Regions from separate parts of the Mus musculus genome. Here regions 1, 2, 3, 4, 5 and 6 are each linked to region 7. A link is a contact called in public promoter capture Hi-C data. All regions are on one chromosome and are shown on one strand. Each heading gives the region's core, a stretch centred on a gene start, on an enhancer-like site or on the middle of the called end of the contact. The rest is flanking DNA. Distances are from core to core; before and after follow the strand shown. Region 1 holds the start of Ykt6 (YKT6 v-SNARE homolog (S. cerevisiae)). Region 2 holds the start of Tmed4 (transmembrane p24 trafficking protein 4). Region 3 holds the start of Camk2b (calcium/calmodulin-dependent protein kinase II, beta). Region 4 holds the start of Pold2 (polymerase (DNA directed), delta 2, regulatory subunit). Region 5 holds the start of Myl7 (myosin, light polypeptide 7, regulatory). Region 6 holds the start of Npc1l1 (NPC1 like intracellular cholesterol transporter 1). Region 7 holds the start of Limk2 (LIM motif-containing protein kinase 2).

Region 1 (2,993 bases), core at 470-2,969, 2.5 Mb before region 7:
CAGTCATCGCGCCATGATCCCCAGCGGGTCAGTCATCAGGCGCCATGATCCCCAGCGGGTCAGTCATCAGGCGCCATGATCCCCAGCAGGTCAGTCATCAGGCGCCATGATCCCCAGCGGGTCAGTCATCAGGCGCCATGATCCCCAGCGGGTCAGTCATCAGGCGCCATGATCCCCAGCGGGTCAGTCATCAGGCCCTGAGCCCCATCACCTTGTCTCTGTTTCCCTAGCTTTGAAAGTACAAGCATGTGTCAGGACACCCAGAGGTTGGTTGGTTGGTTTGTTTGTTTTTCCTTTTGATGTATTTGGGATCAAACCCAGGCCCCTCATGCAGCAAGCAGTCTCCTGAATGAACTATTTCTCCACTCAAGCTACCTTCCAACCCCTTGGCAAACACTATTCACATAACTATAATCCACAGCAACTCATGTCCATCAGCGGATGGATACATAAACAAAACATAGTGTTTACATAAAACTCAATACTGTATATATTTTAAAGGGGAGAAAAATTTGGTATCTGCAGAAACATAGGTCAACCTTGGGGTCATTCTGCTTAGTAAAATCAGTGGGACACAAAAAGCCAACTACTATATATCCCACTTATATGAAGTCATTAGAACCATCAAAAGCTGAGACACAACCTGAACAAGCAGATTTCCCCAGACGTTGAGTCAAGATGACCACAGGTCCTACCCTGTTGGGCCCTTTTCCTTTTGTGTCTGAGTCACTCCCACAAGACTGGGTATCTGTGCAGCTTACAATTAAAGCACCCCACAATCCTTTACATGCCTACAAGCAATACAAATCCAGTGGTTCCTGCCTAGCTACCAGTGTGGACCCTTCCTGATAATCAAGGCCCAAACACTAAAAAGAATGAGTTTGACCCCTGACTCCCAATCCTTGAGGAATCAACGATTTTACTCATAAAAGAAACACCTCCATACAGAACTTCTGGAAAGAGCTTTGACCAGCGACTTTCACAAACTGTGGGCTGCAACCCCTTTGGCAAACCTCAATCTCCAAAAATACATATGCATAACAGTAGCAAAATTACAGTTATGAAGTAGCCACGAAAATAATTTTATGGTTGGGGGTGGGAGGGTTCCCTCAACATGAGAAACGGTACTAAAGGGTCGCAGCGCAAGGAAGGTGAGAACCACTGGCAACGACGAAATACAAAGGTTAAGACACCAAACACTGGTTAAATCACAGGGTGCGAGGCGTAGTCAACATACTTATTTCTGAGTCCGGAGATCCCAGATCAGAACAGTTGGCAGCGCGTCTGTAATCAATGGCCTTCCAATCTTTCTACAACTGGGCAATACCGCGTAGGGCAGAGCCCTTTCCCAGGGTTGCTAACGACTCCTCAGGTACAGCCTGCCGCCCGAGGGAGGCCAAAGCCGTGCTCGCCCTTCGAGAGACTCGACTCCCTGGACTCCGGGTCCAGCCACCCGGGCCCGGCCCACTTACCTGGACCTCTGGAAGAAACTAAAGGAAGACACGTCGTACGCGGCCTTGAGCAGCACCGCTTTCGGATCGCCTTTGTAAAGGACACTAAGGCTGTACAGCTTCATGGCGCCGCACCTTCGGGCCGCCGGCTGAGCCCCAGACCCGCTCCCAGGAGCGCGGCCACAGTCCCTCAGAACAGCGGCGGCCGCCTCCTGACGGGGCCCGGCCGGCTTCTTCCTCCTAGAGTAAGGCCCACTTCCGGTTCCGGTGGCGAGTTGCTCCAGCCGCTCCTCGGAGGCCCGAAGGCAGGGTACGCGCGTGCGCGGACGGGTAGCTAAGCGGCGGGGCGCGCCCGCGTCCGCCCGGGTCGGCGCCAGGAGGCTCGGTCTCCGCCTGCGTGGCAGTGCCTTGGCGCAGGTTCCCTTCCGGGCTGTCGCGCGGACCCTGGCTGCCGGTGGGGAGTGCTGTGCCGTACCATCGCTCTTTTTTCCCCATTCTGCTAGAAAAACAACCCGTAGCTGTCCCCACTCTATACTTTTGTTGCATTCTATGTGTAACAGCACCAGGCTACCCAACCTCTTCCCTGGGTGTCCCAAGTACAGACGACTAAAAGAAAGGCCCTTCATCCTTTCTCTTGCAATAATAAAAATCAGAAACGTCACTGGCTATGGCCACTCAGCTTGGACACACTTGTTCGACAAGCCAGGCGGCCAGAGGTGTCAGCTATATTCACCTGCACTGACACCATGGCTCCACAGGCGGCAGACGGAGAACCATTTCTGAAGAAAGCCTCTTTATCCAAAGTTGTACAAAATTACCAGGATAGTGACCTTGCAGAAAGAGATGTGGATTAAGAAAATTGATAGCAAGAAGCAGACCTTGGGCTTCCAATGTGAACAGCAAAATGCTTATCAAACTCCCTTACAGCCACTCTTGGCACCTCTTCCTGCTTTTCTCTGACTTTACCCAGCCTCCCTTGGTCCCAGGAAGTCTCATCTAGAGATATGCGAACTCCCCAAGCCAAGCTTGTTAATCAATTTCAAATGACATTGTTTTCCCCTGCGTTTCCCCAGCTGTTATCCAGCCTGAATTCGGTCCCAGTACTTCCGCACCGCAAAAGTTACCCCCCCCCCCCAATCTGTTGGACTCAAAAAATACCTTTTTTGTAGACATGTTGGTAAAAGTGATAAACTATCAAATTCCAAGTCCTGCTCATTGCAGATGTTTAACAATGACGACGATGGTTATTTGCACCATTACGTTAAATGACAGAAAGAAAGAAAGAAAGAAAGAAAGAAAGAAAGAAAGAAAGAAAGAAAGAGGAAGCAAGCCTCATGAGAGGCCGAAGGTGCCCTTGAGGCTGTTAGAAGCAGAGCTTTAAAGGGAGGCTAAAATCTGAGCAAGGTCTACAGATTAGATAAGAGCACTATATCTTTATTTCCAGCTTTCAGTCACTGACTGCCCTGACCTTATAAGAGAAGTCTCTGGTGCATGCATGCATGCACACTAACACACAGTAACATAAATAGATGAACACTATGT
Region 2 (3,252 bases), core at 750-3,249, 2.9 Mb before region 7:
AGCAGATGCAAAGGATGCTGAAGGCCAGGACACTGCACACGTTGTTGGACTGTCGATAATAAATCTCAGTGGCCCTTGAAAGTCACCTCACCAAGATCACCTGGGAAACTGACTTCCTTTCTTACATCCCAAACAGTCCTGCTGGCCCTCTGCCCTGGACCTTTGGCATTCTGGACTAGTTCTATTCTCACGTGTGACCAAACAAACAGTATCAGAAACCAAGGCCTGAGAACTTACCAAATGTGTCACACTGAGCCAGGGTCCAACATCCTTACCTTAAGCCCACATAGAGGAGCACTCCTAGCCTGGCAGTGAGCAATCCCAGCACTTGGGAGGCAGAGGCAGGCAGATATCCATGAGTTTGAGGCCAGCCTGGTCTACAGAGCAAGCTCCAAGCTAGCCAGGGATACAGAGAAAAATCCCCACTCCCCCAAAACAAACAAAAAACAAAACAAAAAGAAAAAAGAAAAAGAAAAAAGGAGCAGTCCTCACACTGCCATGGCAACTGCCCTACTGACCTGCTTTCTTATTATGGGAGTGTGTTTCAGGGATTGGCAAGACAAGGCCCTCCTGAACATCCCCCAGCATTCAGCTCAGCTGGGTCTCTGCTGCTATTCATTTCCTTGGTTCATTTGGACCTAGTCCTGAACTTCGTATTCATGGTCCTGTGATCCTGCATTTCAGTTCTGCTTCTGCTTGGTTCAACTCTATGTCTCTCAGCTCTGAAATCTTCAACAACAGCTCTGTGATTAGTTCAGTTAATCTAACAGAACTACCACAGTGCCTATTGGCTCTATGCCTCTGCCTCCCATTAAGACCTCTTTGAACTCCTTGAACTATGTTGCATCCTTTTAAACCTTTTTGTAAGGCTTCTCTAACACACACACACACACACACACACACACACACACACACACACACACACAGTCCTAGCTTGCTTTCTGTTGCTCTGATAAACACCACGACCAAAAGCAGAATGGGAGGAAAGCGTTTATTGGTTTCTGGGTTACAATCCATACCGAAAGAAGCCAGGGCAGGAACCCGTGGCAGGAATGTGGAGGCAGAAACTGAAGCAGCAGCTATGGAGAAGTGCTGCCTACTGGCTTGCCTCTGGCTTGCCTCTGGCTTTCTCAGCTACTTTTACTATACGACCCAGGACCATCTGCCCAGGGATGCTACCACCCATAGTGGGTTAGGCCCTCTATCAACTAACAACCAAGAAAATGCCCCATAGACAAGCTCACAAGCTAGTCCAATGGAGGCCAGTCCTCAGTTGAGGTTCCCTCTTCCCTGTTGTGTCAAGTTGACAGTCAATGCTAGGTCATACACATAGACATAATCACTATATGATATATAATGTATGACTTGATAGTAATTAAAACTGGATAAAAGAACCTGTTTCAGTTGGCGGTAGCTCAGTTGGTAGAGTGCTTGGCCAGCTTGCAAGAAGCTCCATCCTCAGCACCCAGCAGCGTCAGGTGTGATAATACACTGCTCAGGAGGCTGTGTAAACTAAGCTATCTTTGAATTTATTGTGACTCAATAAGTCCTGCAGTTGTGAAATGACACAATGTGTTCTCTTCTGTAGGGTGCTCAAAAGAAAGGTTTATTTTACTTCAGGTGCTGGGGACCAGAAGAACTCACGCTGTTCAGGTTAACCATCTCAAGTCGCCTAGCACCCTTCCCCGAAAAGTACGCTTGCTTCTCCTTACACAGAGCACAGGCGCAGAGAGGTGCCTAACAAGGGCAATCAAGCCTAAAGACAAGGGACAGAAGCCCTGGGCAGCTTCATTGGGCCGGCCTTTTCTCTCTGTAAGGCTAGTTTACGCTAGGGGACGCTCGGGCGCAGAACAATGCAAGCTTGGGGTCGGGTGTACAGCGGACCGGGTTTCGAAAGGGAGCTGAGGGACTGCGACACTGCGCAGGCGCATGTTCCGTTTCCAAGCGGGTGCGCAAACGCTGAGCAGTGCGCAAGTGTGCGCATGTGCAAGGTTGAGGCGCAATGGCAGGTGTTGGGGTCGGACCGCTGCAGGGGATGGTGCGATTTGGGCTGCTGGTGCTTACTGTGTGTGCTGCGTGTGCCCGTGGGCTCTATTTCCACATCGGCGAGACTGAGAAGCGCTGCTTCATCGAGGAAATACCCGACGAGACCATGGTCATCGGTCAGGGGGCTGAGGGTGGAGAGGCCCTTTGTTTTCAGCTGGCCCTTGGAAGCACCCCTCCTTCCCTGTCAGCTCGACCCCATCCCGAGGGTGCCTTGAGGGCACCAGCTCCCCTGCACAGTGCCCTGGGGCCACCTCCTGGGGGCTAGGTTGTGACTGTGTGTCTACTCTGCAGGCAACTATCGAACTCAGATGTGGGACAAACAGAAAGAGGTGTTCCTGCCGTCGACCCCCGGCCTGGGCATGCATGTAGAGGTGAAGGACCCGGACGGCAAGGTAAACCCCCACCACCTCGCTAAAAAGGTTCTAGCTGGCGCCAGCTGTCCGTTAATGTCTTTATGGGATGGAAAATACCGCCGTGGTCCTGAGAAAGTCCCCAGGTACCAGGTCCCGCATTTTAAGAGATCGTTGTAAAATTGGGGCTTGATGCGTGTTTGCAGGTTGTACTGTCCCGGCAATACGGCTCCGAGGGCCGTTTCACGTTCACATCCCACACACCCGGTGACCATCAGATTTGTCTTCACTCCAACTCCACCAGAATGGCTCTCTTCGCTGGAGGCAAACTGGTAAGAGGCTCATCAGCCTTAGAGTTTCTCACTTGATACCAAGGTTGATTTCTTGCTGTCTTTTCTTTTTTCTTTTAACTTTGCCTTTCTGGGGGCAGCAAGTGGGTACAGTTAGAACTGGATGTCCTTCTTCCTCATTCAGCCAGAGACAAGAATCAGACTCCATAGCGGTAACAGACGGTGGGTGGCACCCCCGTCATTTCGTCCTGTTTCCTTGTAGCGTGTACACTTGGACATCCAGGTTGGAGAGCATGCCAACAACTACCCCGAGATCGCTGCTAAGGATAAGTTAACAGAGCTCCAGCTTCGAGCTCGCCAGTTGCTTGACCAGGTGGAACAGATCCAGAAGGAGCAGGATTATCAGAGGGTAAGGGACTTGAACTTGGAGGCTGTACTTGACCTTTAAACCCACTGTGCAACGTGGCTGCTGGGGACTTCTCTACTCGGGAATGTGGGAGTTACCAGTCAGTCTACATAGGTGAGGTTTGGGTTTGCTTTTCTTTCCTCGATTTCTGTATATGTCT
Region 3 (3,152 bases), core at 349-2,848, 2.7 Mb before region 7:
TATTCTGCTGTTCAGCCCTGCCTCCTTCTCCCACCAAAGCTCAGAAAGAGCCAATGCAGCTGCCCTCAGCAGCACTATGGGAGGCGACATCAGCCCCAAGAGCAAGCCTGGCCTACACCCTCACCCCACTCTTCCCGTGCCCATCGCATGGCCCAGCAGCGCATGGTCCAGCGTCCCCATCTAAACTCATACTTTTGGGGGGGCACAGTAGAGTTTCCCTTTCTGCTTGGGGCCAGGGTTCCTATTTTCTCAGCCAGACACTTGTAACTGGGACCTGCACTTGCCCATGCCTGTCTCTTGTTTGCTAGCTGTTTGCTTTCTGGTGGGGCTAGGTCTGTACAGGGACTTGCCAGGAGGCCTAGCTTCCCCTGGCAGCACTCTGTCAAATGTACCTTTAGGAAGACCTCTAGTAGCTGCCCAGCAGAGACCCCTCATTCTCCTAAGAAGACACTTGCTAGACTAAGAAGATCCTGCAGTCCAGGGCTAGTCTTTGGTTGAGATCTGAGTCCATCAAATCTGCTCTTGGGGATCAGTAAGTGGGAAGAATCCAGAAGATCGCCGAACAGTGCCGCCCAAACTGGCTGCAAAGTCCCCCCAGAGGGGCCTGGCTCCAAACACCAAGAGTCAAATCGGGGATGCTGGTTGGGGGTGAGGAGGGGGCCTTGTGGAAATCCACCTGTGCCCCTGGGGGCCTGGCTCCAAACACCAAGAGTCAAATCGGGGATGCTGGTTGGGGGTGAGGAGGGGGCCTTGTGGAAATCCACCTGTGCCCTCCTTCTTCAGGGCCACTTTCAAGAGACTGGAAAGAATGGAGGCTCCTTTTCCTGGCCAGGGCAGAGGGAAAGGGCTGCCCAGGCTATCTGGGCAGGATGGCTGTGAGCTCTCAGAAGTCACAGGAGTCCCTGAAAGAGCTGAGCAGCCCACGTTTTGCTGCCTCAATCTGCACTCCGAATGTTCACCACAGGCAGAAGACATCCTAGTTGCCAGTCCTAGGAGAAGCAGGGAGAGACTCGGGACCACCTCCCTATCCATTTTCTCTCATCCCATTCAGCCTAGGAGACTCGTGGGCAGCTCTGCCACGAATAGGAAGGTGGGAAGGGTCTTATGAGGGGTATGGGGAATGGAGGAGCCCAGTGGAGGGCGACTCCCAAATGGGGTGCAGTTCCCTCCTGCAGTCTAGGGGAGGTGGGCCTTTAGGGGATAAGAGTCTGGGTTCACTGTTCAACTGCGGCAGCAGAAGAGTCAGCCCATTGGCTTGTCCGTGCAGGGCGCGGGCCTAGAGGGTCAGACGCAGTGCGTGGGCACCGTGTGGTGCAGCCCATGTGCTGGGATAGGGCGCGAGCACGGGTGGGATTGCATGGTGCGGGCGCAGTGCGGGTGCCGGCGCGGGCGCGACGGGCATGCGAGGGGAGCCGCGGTGCGGGTGCAGGGTGCGGGCGCAGTGCGCGTGCAGGCGCGGGCGCTAGTGCAGGTACAAGGCGCGGGTGCGGTGAGTGTGCGGGTGCAGGCGTGTGTACGGTGCGAGTGAGGCGCGTGCAAGGGGCGGCGGGCGGGGCGGGCGCGGCGGCGACAGCGGCGCCCGCGCCTCTGCGCGCGTAGGTGTGCGGCGCGCTCCTGGCGGGGACAGAGCGAGCAGATCTCGCGTGCGCTCGCCGCCCGGCGCAGCCCAGCCCGGCCCCCGCCCGGCGCCGCGAGCCGAGGTGTCTCCCGCGCCCGCGCCCGTGTCGCCGCCGTGCCCGCGAGCGGGAGCCGGAGTCGCCGCCGCCCGAGCGCAGCCGAGCGCACGCCGAGCCCGATCGCCACCGCCATGGCCACCACGGTGACCTGCACCCGTTTCACCGACGAGTACCAGCTATACGAGGATATTGGCAAGTAAGAGCCTCGGCGCGCGCGGGCTGTCCGCAGACCCCGGGGAGCAGGGACCCCATCGCCGCCCGCCTCGCGCGCACTGCGGCCCCGCGCGCCCCCGGCTCCTTCCAGCTGCGGGCCCAAGCGCACAGCCCCGTGCAGCCCCGACCCCCGTGCCTTGGGTTCTGGGCCCCGCTCCTCCACCGCAGTGCTTACGGCCCTGCCGGGTGCCATAGCTTAGCGGGGACCGGGACTCAGGGACATGGACGCGGCGCGGCGGGGGCGGCAGCAGGTGTCCCCCGAGCGCCGGGCAGACGTGACGCATTTGGCGGCGGGGAGGTCAGAGAGGAGCGGCACCCGGGGGCGGCTGCCAGGCCTAGAGTGCCCGAGGGGTCGGTCATGGCCTCAGGGGGTCGTCTCCGGTGTGGGCACGCTGTCCTCACCCCCACCCGAGAGGCGGGCGGCAGCGGTAGCGGACCCGCTCCGCGCCTGCTCCTCGCGTGGCCCCATCTGCTTTGGGGGAGCAGCGTGGGAGCAGCTTCTGCCTTGGGTCCCTTGGGGAATCTGGGTTCTAGAGGATTTTCCCCCCAGATTCTTCTGGAAACAAGAACTTGGAGGGGGTGGACGAGGTCAGAGAGCCAGGATCAGGCCGTGGAGTGGGGGTGGGGGTGAGAGAGTGAGGAGAGAGAGACAGGGAACCAGTTGGGCCTCTGATTTCAGGGTCATCGAGGCAGAGAGAGGCTGGCTTCTGGACCTTTTTTTTTTTTTTCCTCCTGTGGTGGGAGGGCTGAGGGGAGGGACTCTAAAGGCGTATTTCTAGTAGGGCCTCGTGGGGAACAGGTGCCCTGGCGCCAAGACGCTGCTCCGCAGTACAAGCAATATGGGGGTGAAGCTATGATTGTGAACGTCCAGACCTGGCTTTGTCCTAGGGTCTCAGAAACAGCGAAGCCCCTCAGGGGCCTGGGGCTTCCCTCTGTGATTTAAGGTGACTGCAGGGGCATCCTTAGGTGCTGGCTGCTTAACTCCAGAGCTGGATCTTCCTTCCCACTCCCTCTCCCCTCCCCCATCCGTCTTGTGCCGTGGGGGCGCTGGCGAGATTTCCTCTTACACATCCAGCCGCAAATCCTTTTTTTCCCTTTACTGAAAAAGCGTCTGAAAGCTTGTGGTGGGCGAGGGACGCTGATCACTGATAATTGTGGAGTGCCCCGCTGGAGGAGTGTGGGGGTGTGTGCATTCCCCACTCCTTCCTGCACGTGCCAACAGGATTTGGGTCAGGTCTTGGGGGGCGGGGGTGAGGAGCCAAG
Region 4 (3,169 bases), core at 115-2,614, 2.5 Mb before region 7:
AGAAAGATCAGGAGTTTAAGGCCCTGTTGCTACACCATGGAATATATTAGACCCGTCTCAAGGAAAAAGTAGAAATAAAGATATTCTGGGATAAAATTTGATGAGTCCATTTCCTTAGACATTTACTGTAAGGAATCCTAAGGAGAGTCCTGCAGACCAAAGGGAACAGCAACCAAAGAGTAAATGGAGAGCTCCAGTCAAGGGGCTGCACAACAACGAGCTCTGTGTCATTGTAACTTTGGATTTTAATTCTACAAAGTGGTTTCAAATCCATCAAATGGGGTTTGTTCCTGGAACACAAGAACGTTGCAACATAATCAAATATGCAACAGGCTACTTGAGACAGTAGGCAAAAATCCGCACTCAGCCCAGCTTACAAAGGAAAAAATACTCAACAAACTGAAACATTAAAAACAAATGATTTAGCCGGGGGTGGGGGTGCACGCCTTTAATCCCAGCACTTGGGAGGCAGAGGCAGAGGCAGGTGGATTTCTGAGTCCGAGGCCAGTCTGGTCTACAAAGTGAGTTCCAGGACAGCCAGGGCTATACAGAGAAACCCTGTCTCGGGGGGAAAAAAATGATTTAATTCATTATTAAAACAGGAACGAGGGAAACCTTGTCTCAAAAAGCAAAAACAAACAAAAACAGAAACAAGGGGCTGGAGAAAGCTCGGTTGAGAGCTCTTTCAGAATGGCTCACAACCATTTGTAATTCCAGTTCCAGGTGACACGGACGCTCTCTTCTCGCCTCCGAGGAGACTGACCTCACATGCGTGCAGGCAAAACACACCCACACACAAAACAAAACAAAATAAATTCAAAATAAAACAAAAAAACTTAGTAAGCCAGAAGAAACCTACCTTAAGTAATAAGTTTCAGACTGAGTAATTAGGCAATTTTAAAAAGGAGCAATGTTACCACTGAAGTCTGATGCACTTGCAGTCAGGGTGTCTTAGTGTGAATTCTAGCTTTTCTCACTAGCTGGGTCATTTTGCCTGTTTCCCTGCCTGTGAGATGGGAGAAATTGTTCATGCTTCCAAGGGAATCTGAGAAGTCAGGGTGAGAATCACAGCGCAGGATAGAGTGGGAGGGAAGCTTCAGCCACACAGGAGCCACCAGACCCCCAGCGCTCGGGGAGAGCAGCATGAGCCAGGCGCCCAGCCTCACTACGGCCCACGCTACCCAAGGAGTTCACCCGATGAGGCCCAGCCGCAAACACCGCATGCGCACAGGAAACCCAGTGCTAAGTGATGGGTTGTCCCGGGAACCGGAGGCGTGACTCCGCGTTTCCTCGGTCCAGAGGCGGGGCGCACGGGGATTGGCTGGATGAAGCGTGCAGCGATGGGCGGGATGGGGCGGGAGGCGATTGGCTGGATGCGCCGATGGGCGGGACGGGCGCGCAGAGATTGGCGGGATGCGGCGTGGCGCGGTGAGTGTGCTGCTGAGCGGGGTTAACGTGGGTCCTGGGTCAGACTTGGCGGTACCTGGACAGCGGGCCGGGGTCTTGAGGGTGCTTCGAACTGTAACATGGGCCCGAGCTGGGCGTGTCTGCTTCGGGGCAGGTCTCCCGTCGGGTCCGGCCTGGAGCACCGTGTGGGCCGCTGCCACCACCGTGCGTTTTTGGCTTACATCCAGTTTACATGTGCCCATTTGGCAAATTCATAGGGTCCGCTCCCTAAGCCAGAGCTGCGCATTAAAGAAAGCCGAACCAGCTAGGGGAATTTGAACTTTGTAATAGCTGTACCAAAAAAAAAAAAAAAAAAGTAAAATGAAAAAGAAAGCTGTGTTCAAAACTTCCGTTACTACATCCAGCCTGTTGTCGTCTCAACTACGCATGAAGAATATGTTGAGATACTTTATACTAAAGTCCGCTGTGCATCCATCCCCAAGCACATCTTAGTGGGAAGGGGTGCAATACAAGAAAACAAACCTCTGCGCTGCCGGAGCTTAGGCAACAGTTGGAGGAGGCAAAGTAAATGCTTGAGAGATGATAATGATGCAGACAGTTGAAGTAGCAATGCAGTCAATTAGATATGGGAAGGTGAGTTTTAAGGAAAGACTTGAAAGGGAAGAGCCAGTAAGCCTTGGGGAAAAGGAGAGGACCCAGCAGGAGTAGAGAGGCCTCTACTTGGAGCCCCTGCTGTGGAAGGGACACTTGGAAGGAGAAACAGATAGGAGGGGGGAGCTGTTCTTAGAGGCCCAGAGCTGATCTTACAGGTCGTGGTAAGAACTTGGGGTTTTATTTACTGAAAAGCAACCTTTGGGGGGTTTTGAGCAAAACAGGGGCAGCTTTATGCTTTATTTTTTATCACTAATTATATTATGACAGGCTTCTTCAGTGATGCCTGATAGCATCCCTAGAGGTAGCAGAGGTCCCAGGGAGCTGGGCAGAAGCAGATCAATAATTCCATTTGAGGGTATGCAGAATTTGAGACCCTGGTGATTGGGTAGAAATGTGGAGAGGAGGAGGTGATGAACAAGGTTTGGAACGAGCTCCAGGTTGTATCTGACTAGGTTATAGGATGACACCTCCGGACACATGTGTGCACATTGTGGACAGCGTGGTTGGGACACTAGGGGAGCTTTGGGTACAAGAAGGGATTGCAGGAATGCCTTTGTGTGTCTCTGCAGTGATAACTCCTCGGCCTGGACACAGCTGCTTGGACCAAACAAGCCAGGAGTGCCGCCATGTTCTCCGAGCAGGCAGCACAGAGGGCCCACACTCTGCTCGCCCCGCCCTCTGCCAGCAATGCCACCTTTGCCCGGGTACCTGTGGCAACTTACACCAACTCCTCACAGCCCTTCCGACTGGGAGAGCGCAGCTTTAACCGGCAGTACGCCCATATTTATGCCACCCGCCTCATCCAGATGAGACCGTTCCTGGTGAGCCGGGCGCAGCAACACTGGGGTAAGTTTGGGGTACGCTGCTCCCAGCAGCCCAGCAGCTAGAACTAGGACCTTATCTAACCTGGAATACTTTCCAGCTACCATGGAATGGCCCCTTCAGCTCCCTGCTTCTTCTTAAAAGTGAGGATTAAATTAACCTGTGTGGTTAAAGTTGGGTTTGGCCCAGAGTCTGGTCAGAGGTAAGGGCTAGGTTCTGGCAGTGATGGCTACTGTTCCATCCATGGAGGAAATGGTCTTCCTATCCTTATTGTCTTCAGTGTGAA
Region 5 (3,416 bases), core at 349-2,848, 2.5 Mb before region 7:
TACCTAATGCTTTTCTATGCAGCATGAATATGCCTTCAGGTGAACGGACTTGTATGCGTTTAATGCACATTTATCTCTCACTGGGAACCCAGGGAGTCAAAGGCTTACTCTGTTCTCTGCTTCAGAAAAAAAATCCCAAATTGGTGGTTCTGTGGGAAAGTCACATTTTTCTTGAAATCTTGCTGTTTTCTGGTAATTCTCGTGTAGAATTGCTTCTATCGGCTTCACTTTCTTGAACCAACACGAGCATTTGCATTAACAGAGTACAACACTCATATTGGCACACTCACACATTGGAACAGATTTTCAGTCTTTCATCTTTTCGTACATACTGGGATCTGAGGCATTGTGCTGGTTTGTTTGTTTGTTTTGTTTTGTCTCTCTTTATACATCCAACTTGAATGATTGAACTTTGTTTTCAGGTAGTTAGGAGGGTGTTATAAAATATTCATACAAAAGGAGGCCTTGGAGTTGTGTGTGGTACAGACTTGTAATCCCAGCACCAGCCTGGGAAACATCGTGAGTTCCAGGCTAGCCTTGGCTACATAGCCGACCCTATCTCAAAATAAAAGAGGATGGAGTGGGACTTGAGTCCTAACAGGAGATAGTGCCCATATCCTAACTCACCTTGCATAGCCACATTGGGGTGAGGATGAACACTGAACCTAGTCAGAGACCTACTCATGATCTCCCCTAAGCTGTCCAGCTTCTCTGACTCCTCTGCCACACTAAGGTCCTCAAAAGTTGACGGCTGCTGCTTGCAACCAAAGCCCCTTGGTCCCAAATTCAGAAACATGAGATGGTCTTTGTGGGCCAGTTTCATAAGAACCCAAAACTTTTCCTGTGAAACAGCATCATGTAGGCCTGCCACGTGCCAGGGTTTCTGGATTCCAGATGTGGAGCAAGCTGGGTGCCCAGGAGAAGGCTACAGCTCTCAGTTGGGAACGTCAGAGAGAATTTGGAGGAGGAGGGTAGAGTTGAGATGGAGCTTAAGAAACACAAGATTCCGTATAGGGTGGGTACGCGCGTCTCAGCAGGACAGGCCGAGTGAAGAGCGCATGTCTGAATGTAGGGAGAGCAGCATTCGGTCACTCCAATCCTGAGTTACCCCCAAATCAAGCCAATGGTCCTGTGGGGCTCACAGCCTGGTTAGAACTGCTGTCTGTCCATTGTCAGATGGCCAGCAGGCCAGAACTCAGGGGTTTTATCTGACCCAGGGGATTCAGGCCAGAGACCATTCTCAGAATCATGTACTGCTTCCCAAGCCCAGAGTATAGACAGCACTAGTCAGGTGAGAGGACGGTCAGATGCAGGCATCACAGGGAATCACACCACCATGACCTGGACTAGCACACGTTTGGAGCGTCTCTGACCAGGGAAGACATGGAGCCTGGTCACAAGAGATGGATGGGTGGATCCTAGGATGTTACACTTGGGGGCCTGAAGGTTACCAGGAGTGTGAATAGGATCTATGTGGAGCCCTGTCTTTCTCCACCAGCGGGGGCTTCCAAGTTTAGCCCAATCATCCATTCCTCTCCTTATTTGGGCCTCTGGGTGATAAGGCTGAGACATAAAGAGCTGGGTGGCACGATCACTCAGTCAGACCGCCACAGATCATGGTGAGTGCTGGGTGGGGAACAAGAGACCAGCCACACCCAGGTGCTAGTCTCTGAGCTGCCCTGGGACAGAGCCAGGGACTTGTGTGCCTGTGCTGGGCTCAGGGAAGTGATCTCGGGTGGGGAAAGGCACCTCTCCCTGGCACTCCCACGAGACTACATGAGGTAGGGAGGAGGTCTTTGGAGAACTGGAGAGAGGACCCCTCTGATCATCAGTATTACAGGCCAGTAGGAAGGCTGGGACCCGAGGCAAGGCTGCAGCCACCAAGCAGGCACAACGTGGCTCTTCTAATGTCTTCTCAATGTTCGAACAAGCCCAGATTCAGGAATTCAAGGAAGTGAGTAGCCTATCCCAAACAGCCTCTCCCCGATCCGGGGAGCCACTTCATACCCCATGCACACGGCTCTCCTCTGAGGGTCAGTGCTCCTGCCTCCAACCTCGCTCATACTACCCGAGACTCTCCCTTACCCGCCATCCCTGGAAGAGATGGGGTGAGCAGCTCCCACCTGCAGGCCATCTCCTCACAGGCCTTCAGCTGCATTGACCAGAACAGGGATGGGATCATCTGCAAATCAGACCTGAAGGAGACCTATTCCCAGCTCGGTGAGTGGGTCCAGGAGCAACCTCCCAGGGACCCGGCTTGTTCACCTCAGGCACTTGCTCCGAGAGAGGACAGTGCCCCGCCCTTTCTCTCCTACTTAGCCTCATTCAGGCAGGAATCCCCCTCCCCCACCTGCCACACAGCTAGAGCTGCCCCTGCCTCTGCCCTCACTGCCTGGGAAGCCCGGGAGGGCGGCCTGGGTCACCTCAAGACCTACTCTCCTAGGGAGGGTAAGTGTTCCGGAGGAAGAGCTGGACGCCATGCTGCAGGAAGGGAAGGGTCCCATCAACTTCACCGTCTTCCTCACACTCTTCGGGGAGAAGCTCAATGGTGAGTTGGCAGGAGGTCTGAGTCTCCTTAGCCACAGCGCAAACCCGACCTCACCTGACCCGGGAGCCCCACGTGAGGCTCAACCTAACTCCCCTGAAACCTGTGCACCCTGCCTGCCCAGGGCCAACGCAGAGGATGTGGAGCGCCTGAACTGGCTTGGGTTCAGGAAATATCCACTTCCTAATCACAGTTTTGACTTCCCAGCCGGGCCTGCCAACCCCTTTGATGCCCAAGAAACACTCTGAATTCCGACTCAAGTCTCTTCTGCACCCTCCAATCTACCCCACCCCACCTTTATTCACTCGGTATAGCCGGAGCCCTTCAGGCCCCAGTACAAAGAAGCTCCCTTGTACTCCAAGTTCATCCTGGGTGGGGCCTCGCGGCAGGGGATCTGAGAGTTCACTTGGCTGCCTCGCCCCGCCCCCCCCTCCAGGGACGGACCCCGAGGAAGCCATCCTGAGTGCCTTCCGCATGTTCGACCCCAGCGGCCAGGGGGTGGTGAACAAGGAAGAGTAAGTGAGGCCCTTTCATGCCCCAGGGCGGGCGCCATGGGGAAACCCAGAAGGTGGTGAGGTTCTTTGTGCGCCTCAGGCAGGTGAGCAGCTCTACCCTGGGCCCCAGCCTCGCACTCCCAGCTCAGGCATTCTCTCTCCTCAGGTTCAAGCAGCTTCTCATGACCCAGGCAGACAAGTTCTCTCCTGCTGAGGTGAGACACCCAGACCCACCAACTCCTGTTCCTGTCATGACCCGCTGCCCCCCCCCTCACGCCCCCCACAGGGCTGTGTTGGTGGGAGCCAAATGGATAACAGGATCTTCTGAGAAGAGATATAGGCTCTGTTAAAACCCAAAAGGGAGGACGCAGACTCCC
Region 6 (3,317 bases), core at 86-2,585, 2.8 Mb before region 7:
CAGGGCTCAATGCCCCTCACTGGGGCTCTTGGGGTTTTCATGTGGCAGCAGTATCTGTAGACCAGGCTGGCTTTGAACTGCCTGCCTCTTCCTCCTGAGTGCTAAGATTAAAGGTGTGCACCACCAATGTTCCTATTCCAGGAATGTCCTCAATCAATGACTTGTAAGTGTGGATGGTGCCACACCCTTATCCACTGGTGGGGATCCCCTAGGGCGGGTCCCCTTATGTCCTGGAGGTCTCAGGGACAGGTGATATTCTTGAATCCATCTTGATCATCACATCTCATGGTTCTCAGTCTGCTCAGCCCTCTGTCGTCACCTGAAGTCATCTTCCAAATAACCCTGATTTTCATTTGTCCTAGGATACTTGTCTCAGGGTCTGCATCTGGAGAAATCACATGAGAACATTTGGGACAAGACAAGAAGAGGACTGGGTGGCATCCAGGGAGCAACAAGGGAAGCAGGTGATGTTGTGTGGCCCAGGGCCCTTCTCCTCAGCCTCTCTTGTTCCCTGCCTAAGCTTGGGCGGATTCCCCTCTGAGCCCACCCGAGCCCCTGGGACACTGGTGGAACTCAGTAGGAGCCCCTCCCTGCAGCTGTCTCAACAGGTAGCTGCATGAGTGGCCTTGAAGCAATTATCAGCAATTCAGCCCTGGCAATAGAGGCCAAGGTCCTGGCCTGTCTTGGTGATAGCAAGAGCCCAAGGAAAGACTGGAAGTTTCCTACTGGAAAGAAGCAGAGGATGAACCATGTACCTGGGCCCAGGTTGGGTGGGACTTGCCACTCAGAGCCCCTAACCAGGGTTGTTCAGAGGACTAGGCCAGGGCCAGGACCAAGAAAGGGATAGAACGGGCATGAGGAGGAAGGGTGAAGGGATCCAAGGAATCTCTGGTCCTGTTCCCTGTTAGGACATTTGTCATGGAATCACTCTCGCTTAGTGTCTCTGTTATCTGGGTGCTAATAGCAACTATTCAGTTGCTAGGATGTTAGGTGAGTCTGAACCTACCCTTGATGTTGATCTGAAGAGGCGATGCGTTAGACTGCAGGTTGGAGGCCAAGTCCAGGACAGTGTTGATATTCTGGATCTCCAAGAAGCCTCCAAGGCCAAAGCCAGGCCAGTGTCTGGTCTCGCAGAGGAACAGCTCTGCATCTCTTGCCCGGTTGGCTCTAACTACCACATTAGACTTCAGTTGCGTCAAAAAACGAGGGGACCCCAGCGCCTTCACTAGGAAGTTGACCTCAGAAGGAGGAGATGGAATGGCACCATCTGATGTAAGGGAAGAGAAAATAAATTATTAACCAGTACGGCCCAGTCCTATTGGCCCCATGACAGACGAGGGTTATCACTAAGAGGAGGAAGCTGCCTTAATGTGCAAACTCAGGGGCCAGTCCTCAGCTTCCCCGGCTGTCTCCAAGGCCTGGTCCTGCTTTTCCTTGATCACTTCCTGGCTCTGGGATGGCAGCTGCCTGGCAGGGATGGCTGCTCTGGGCCCTGCTCCTGAATTCGGTGAGTCTGTTGCTTGTGGCTACTCCTTGGTGCCTCCCATTAGGGCAAAGTGATACCTGATACCTGATACTGGGTACCTGATAACGGGGAAGGGTCCCACGGCTGTGGGAGGGTTCCTATGCCCAAAGATAAGTGCTGGTGGAGGGGTCTCCAGGTCAAGGGGTTGAAGGGATAGAGGTCAGAGAGGCAAAGGGATGGGGCCTTTGTCTGAGGTTAAATGGGGACCAAGTCAGGTGCTAGAGGTGGATCCCAGTGAACAGCGCCTGAAATATTCTGGGCTTGGGAGGAGGTTTTGCTACCATCCTTGTTTGCTCTCAGGCGATAGCATTGGCCAATGCAGGATGTAGGAGTGGGGGGCTCTTATACAGACTCTTGTACAAGGAACCCTGACCTCGGGGTAGAGCTCAGCCTGGAGACTCAAACTGACAGCAATAAAGGTCGCTATCTCCTACTCTCCCCTGCAGCACGACCCTTTAAAGCCACACTCTATTGGATCACTTCCTTTTCTGAATAGCCCCCTCACTGTCCATTGGGGGAGTGCCCCTCCATTGGCACCCTAAGCATAGCACGAGCCCCCACAAGCCTCCCGCAGCACTCCCAGCCCCTTACTGCTGGCCTTCTTACCCATAGACTCCCTAGCCTCTCACTCTCCAGACAGTCCCTGGCTGTGCCAACCAGCCTTAGGGCTTATGGATGCTATCGGTTCTTTCTGCAGGCCCAGGGTGAGCTCTACACACCCACTCACAAAGCTGGCTTCTGCACCTTTTATGAAGAGTGTGGGAAGAACCCAGAGCTTTCTGGAGGCCTCACATCACTATCCAATATCTCCTGCTTGTCTAATACCCCAGCCCGCCATGTCACAGGTGACCACCTGGCTCTTCTCCAGCGCGTCTGTCCCCGCCTATACAATGGCCCCAATGACACCTATGCCTGTTGCTCTACCAAGCAGCTGGTGTCATTAGACAGTAGCCTGTCTATCACCAAGGCCCTCCTTACACGCTGCCCGGCATGCTCTGAAAATTTTGTGAGCATACACTGTCATAATACCTGCAGCCCTGACCAGAGCCTCTTCATCAATGTTACTCGCGTGGTTCAGCGGGACCCTGGACAGCTTCCTGCTGTGGTGGCCTATGAGGCCTTTTATCAACGCAGTTTTGCAGAGAAGGCCTATGAGTCCTGTAGCCGGGTGCGCATCCCTGCAGCTGCCTCGCTGGCTGTGGGCAGCATGTGTGGAGTGTATGGCTCTGCCCTCTGCAATGCTCAGCGCTGGCTCAACTTCCAAGGAGACACAGGGAATGGCCTGGCTCCGCTGGACATCACCTTCCACCTCTTGGAGCCTGGCCAGGCCCTGGCAGATGGGATGAAGCCACTGGATGGGAAGATCACACCCTGCAATGAGTCCCAGGGTGAAGACTCGGCAGCCTGTTCCTGCCAGGACTGTGCAGCATCCTGCCCTGTCATCCCTCCGCCCCCGGCCCTGCGCCCTTCTTTCTACATGGGTCGAATGCCAGGCTGGCTGGCTCTCATCATCATCTTCACTGCTGTCTTTGTATTGCTCTCTGTTGTCCTTGTGTATCTCCGAGTGGCTTCCAACAGGAACAAGAACAAGACAGCAGGCTCCCAGGAAGCCCCCAACCTCCCTCGTAAGCGCAGATTCTCACCTCACACTGTCCTTGGCCGGTTCTTCGAGAGCTGGGGAACAAGGGTGGCCTCATGGCCACTCACTGTCTTGGCACTGTCCTTCATAGTTGTGATAGCCTTGTCAGTAGGCCTGACCTTTATAGAACTCACCACAGACCCTGTGGAACTG
Region 7 (3,286 bases), core at 274-2,773:
CAGTTGTGGAGGGAGGGACAGGAAGCAAGCAAGCCAGTCCCCATCCCTCTGTGCCCGGGAAAATACAGCAGGGCCTCTCTCTGCTAATCATTAAGTAGCTTGTCAGAAGAGCCCCAAGAATTCTTTCCTAATTCAGTATATAATCTAGTGTTCCCTACGCATCAGATATCTCCTCAGAGGGAAGCCAGCAGCTCAAGTGAGTTCCCAGGAAGGAAGTCAGGTACAGCCCCCTCCCTAGCACTTGTGCACCCTAGGTCATATGAAGGCGCCACGGAAGAAACATCTAACTAGCAGCCACTTTTGTTAACAAAAGGCCATGCAGGAAGACAGAGAATTGTGCTGTTTTGTTTACCTAAGTAGTAGAGCCAGAGGCAGCTGATGGGAGAGTTGGAGGCAGGATTGGTTTCCTTGGGCTCCATTCCTACCCATTTCCTGATCCTCTGGACTCTTTTCCCATGTACATAAATCTGATGGAGGGAAGTAACAATTGTCTAAAACCGAGTGTCATAGTTAGGGTTCTAATGCTGGGAAGAGACACTATGACCACAGCAACTCTTACAAAGGACAACATTTATTTGGGGCTGGCTTACAGGTTCAGAAGTTTAGTTCACTATCATCCCGGCCAGAAGCATGGCAGAATACAGGTAGACATGGCGATGGAGAAGGAGCTGAGAGTGCTGCGTCTTTTTTTTTTTTTTTTTTTTTTTTTAGACGGTTTCTCTGTATAGCCCCGGCTGTCCTGGAACTCACTCTGTAGTCCAGGCTGGCCTCGAACTCAGAAATCCACCTCCCTCTGCCTCCCAAGTGCTGGGATTAAAGGCGTGTGCCACCACTGTCCGGTTCTTTCTTGATTTTAGTCACAGAATAAGATAACTATGTTAGAACATCTAGATTTTGGTTTTTTTTTTTAAATAAACAATCTAGAGATGATTTAAAACAAGAATATCTCAGCACTCAAGAAGCTGAGGCAAGAGGCTGGCAAGTTCAATATCAGTCTGGCTGCATTTCAAGACCCTGTGGCAAAACAAAAGAAAAAATAAAGCATATGAAGATTGTGCGTGGATTATAGACAAAGTTTACGCCATTTTCTATGAGACTTGACCAACCAGGGACTTTATATAAGGAGTGGGAGTCCTGGACCCAAAATTCCAGGAACCCAGGTATTTGGCCTCCATAATCTGCTCTAGGGAGCCTCATTTCCATATTGCCTTTGACACGCAAAAGTGGTTTCTCTTAGCTTCTTCGTGTTCACATTGCTGATTACAAACTGGGAGTCAAAAGACCTGTGATACCTACCCACGCTCTGCACCTGAAGAGCAGAGCCATTTTCAAGTAGTGTAGAAGGGCAACTGGACTAACCTGAGCGCCGAGGGTCCCCTGTGTTGCGACCTCCAGCCTAAACTGAATCACCCTGGTCAATCCGAACGCCTCTAGAGGTCGCCAGTCGCCAGCAGGCGCCAGAGATGCGGCAGAGTTCGCGCGGGAGGCGGGACGGGGCAGGGCGGGTCGTTAACCTAAGTGGGAGGGGCTCCGGGGCGGGTCCCCGTGCCAGGTGCGGTTTGGTCCTCCCAGGGCGCCGTAGGCGGTGCATCCTTCCGGCTGCAGGGGCAGAGACAGCCTCTTCTCTAGACCGCAGGCGGGCGCGGACCTGAGGCGCTGCTGCCGGGTGGTCCTTCCTGTGTTGTCCGCGCCCTGGACCATGGCGGCGCTGGCGGGTAAGAAGGGCCCATTCCGTCCAGCCCGCCGCTCGCGGGTTTCTGGCTGTCTGGTTTTTCTTGGGTCCGGAATCCTCAGCGAGAGCCTGGCAGGGTGGGGAGGATCGAACACAATGGTTCCCTCGGGACTTGAAGGTCTTGGGACTCTGGAAGTCCGAGCGCAGTCGTTCTAAGACTGAGGGCTCCTTGCGGCCGGCGCGTGGGGCGAATTCCCGCGAGGTGGATCCTCGGATCTGCAGACCGGGCAAGTCTCCTGGCTAAGGAAGCCGAGGCACCTGAGATTCTGAAATATGGGAAGTACAGGGTCTTCCAGAGTTCAGGACTTGAGATTCCGAGTTATCCTGGGTTCTAGGTTTTCTGTAGACCCAAAGTTCTCGAAGGTGTCTTTGGACTCTGGGATTGGGAGGAGTGGTTCCTAGAGATAGAGTATGAGTGTGGAGTTTATGATGTGGATAGGAAGACATCCGACCGTTCTTCCTGAGGCTCAAAGACCTCTGCCTCCTGTGGAGAACAGCTTCAAGTCTTCCTAGAGACTAGTTGAGTCCTCGCGTAGTCTCTGATGCCAGCAGATTAATAGCTCCGCACCTTGAGGGGAAGAGTTGAGTGAAGGAAATTTCAGAATTGGCTTAGCTGGGCCTGTAAATCCCTTCACGAATCATCTTGCAGCTTCCTGCCCCGCGGCATCATGAACTTTCTGCCGCCTTATTCCCAGCCACCGGTGTGAGTGGCTCAGTTTCTGGGTCTACCAGGGTCGACTTCCAAAAGTTTTCTAGAAAGGCCAAGGGAGAATTTTAGGGGTGGGGGAGGGACTGAATATGTGCCTCCACTTCCTGGCTTTGGGCCGGTGGACAGTCACTTCCTCCATCCTGAATTCAAGGACCGGGCCGCCAGTGGGTCACTTCCTCACTACGGGAACATGGAATTTCAGACCTTATTGGTGATAATATGCTCTGGAGAAGGAAAGCATGGAGCGGAAATTCGTCTGTCTCTTCCCTTAATTTTTTTTCCTGGCTGGTAGTGGTGATTGCACACCTGTAATCCCAGACTAGACAGAGCCAGGAGAATTGCTTGGTCTGTGTGTGGCGTACTAACTAGGTCAACCTGGACGACAGAATACGATCCTGTCTCTAAATAAATAATTTTTTTAAAATTGAGTTGGATGGGATGTGGTTCACTTGGTAGAAGGCTTGCACAAAGCAAGGGGTTTCATCCCCAGCACTGCCTATACCTGCTGCATGCCTGCAATCCCAGGTCGAAGGAGAGTCAGAATTCAAAGTCATTCCTCTGATATGTAGGGAATTTGAGGCCAGCCTGGGTTACATGAGAGATACGGTCTTTCTTTTTTTCTTTTCAACGAGGCTGGAGAGGTGACTCAGGTTAAGGGTGTGCTGTTCTTGCAGAGGTCCCTTCTGGTTCCTGACACCCAACTCAGTGTCCTATTCCTCCAGCTCCAGAGGCTTCTTCAGCCCTCTGCAGGTCCCTGCAGTCCTGGAGCCCATGCACACTCACATACATAAATAAAGTCTGCTCTTAAAAATTAAACACGTGGCTTTAGAGTTCTTCAGTTCAAC

Evidence for each region. Promoter capture Hi-C pulls out the DNA fragments that hold promoters and counts their contacts.
Region 1: a promoter capture Hi-C map of liver shows a contact between it and region 7, with 4 times the contacts expected there. The contact joins the promoter of Ykt6 here to the promoter of Limk2 in region 7. A contact is called at or near these places in 2 of 39 promoter capture datasets (both in liver).
Region 2: a contact with region 7 is called in a promoter capture Hi-C map of embryonic stem cells, with 7 times the contacts expected there. The contact joins the promoter of Tmed4 here to the promoter of Limk2 in region 7. A contact is called at or near these places in 2 of 39 promoter capture datasets (embryonic stem cells and liver) and 1 of 115 datasets of contacts at active chromatin or transcription factors (astrocytes).
Region 3: a contact with region 7 is called in a promoter capture Hi-C map of embryonic stem cells, with 5 times the contacts expected there. The contact joins the promoter of Camk2b here to the promoter of Limk2 in region 7. A contact is called at or near these places in 2 of 39 promoter capture datasets (embryonic stem cells and liver).
Region 4: a contact with region 7 is called in a promoter capture Hi-C map of liver, with 6 times the contacts expected there. The contact joins the promoter of Pold2 here to the promoter of Limk2 in region 7.
Region 5: a promoter capture Hi-C map of embryonic stem cells shows a contact between it and region 7, with 8 times the contacts expected there. The contact joins the promoter of Myl7 here to the promoter of Limk2 in region 7. A contact is called at or near these places in 2 of 39 promoter capture datasets (embryonic stem cells and liver).
Region 6: a contact with region 7 is called in a promoter capture Hi-C map of liver, with 6 times the contacts expected there. The contact joins the promoter of Npc1l1 here to the promoter of Limk2 in region 7. A contact is called at or near these places in 2 of 39 promoter capture datasets (embryonic stem cells and liver).

What each region holds. Positions count from the first base shown.
Region 1 is chr11:5,954,484-5,957,476 of GRCm38.p6, reverse strand. Ykt6 (YKT6 v-SNARE homolog (S. cerevisiae)) reads right to left here and starts at 1,719. Exons shown (of 7, transcript NM_019661.4): 1 at 1,473-1,719. The coding sequence starts at 1,576.
Region 2 is chr11:6,273,584-6,276,835 of GRCm38.p6, reverse strand. It overlaps Tmed4 (transmembrane p24 trafficking protein 4), which reads left to right and starts at 1,999. Exons shown (of 5, transcript NM_134020.1): 1 at 1,999-2,162; 2 at 2,338-2,438; 3 at 2,603-2,728; 4 at 2,949-3,095. The coding sequence starts at 2,003.
Region 3 is chr11:6,064,194-6,067,345 of GRCm38.p6, reverse strand. Camk2b (calcium/calmodulin-dependent protein kinase II, beta) reads left to right here and starts at 1,598. Exons shown (of 21, transcript NM_007595.5): 1 at 1,598-1,872. The coding sequence starts at 1,808.
Region 4 is chr11:5,876,451-5,879,619 of GRCm38.p6, reverse strand. It overlaps Pold2 (polymerase (DNA directed), delta 2, regulatory subunit), which reads left to right and starts at 1,364. Exons shown (of 11, transcript NM_008894.2): 1 at 1,364-1,428; 2 at 2,631-2,907. The coding sequence starts at 2,688.
Region 5 is chr11:5,896,964-5,900,379 of GRCm38.p6, reverse strand. It overlaps Myl7 (myosin, light polypeptide 7, regulatory), which reads left to right and starts at 1,598. Exons shown (of 7, transcript NM_022879.2): 1 at 1,598-1,619; 2 at 1,841-1,954; 3 at 2,145-2,220; 4 at 2,444-2,548; 5 at 2,982-3,060; 6 at 3,206-3,254. The coding sequence starts at 1,617.
Region 6 is chr11:6,228,263-6,231,579 of GRCm38.p6, reverse strand. It overlaps Npc1l1 (NPC1 like intracellular cholesterol transporter 1), which reads left to right and starts at 1,335. Exons shown (of 19, transcript NM_207242.2): 1 at 1,335-1,507; 2 at 2,223-3,317. The coding sequence starts at 1,457.
Region 7 is chr11:3,407,475-3,410,760 of GRCm38.p6, reverse strand. It overlaps Limk2 (LIM motif-containing protein kinase 2), which reads left to right and starts at 1,523. Exons shown (of 16, transcript NM_010718.4): 1 at 1,523-1,715. The coding sequence starts at 1,700. It overlaps Gm51879 (a long non-coding RNA gene), which reads right to left. Exons shown (of 2, transcript XR_003949624.1): 1 at 1,360-3,286; 2 at 1-1,014.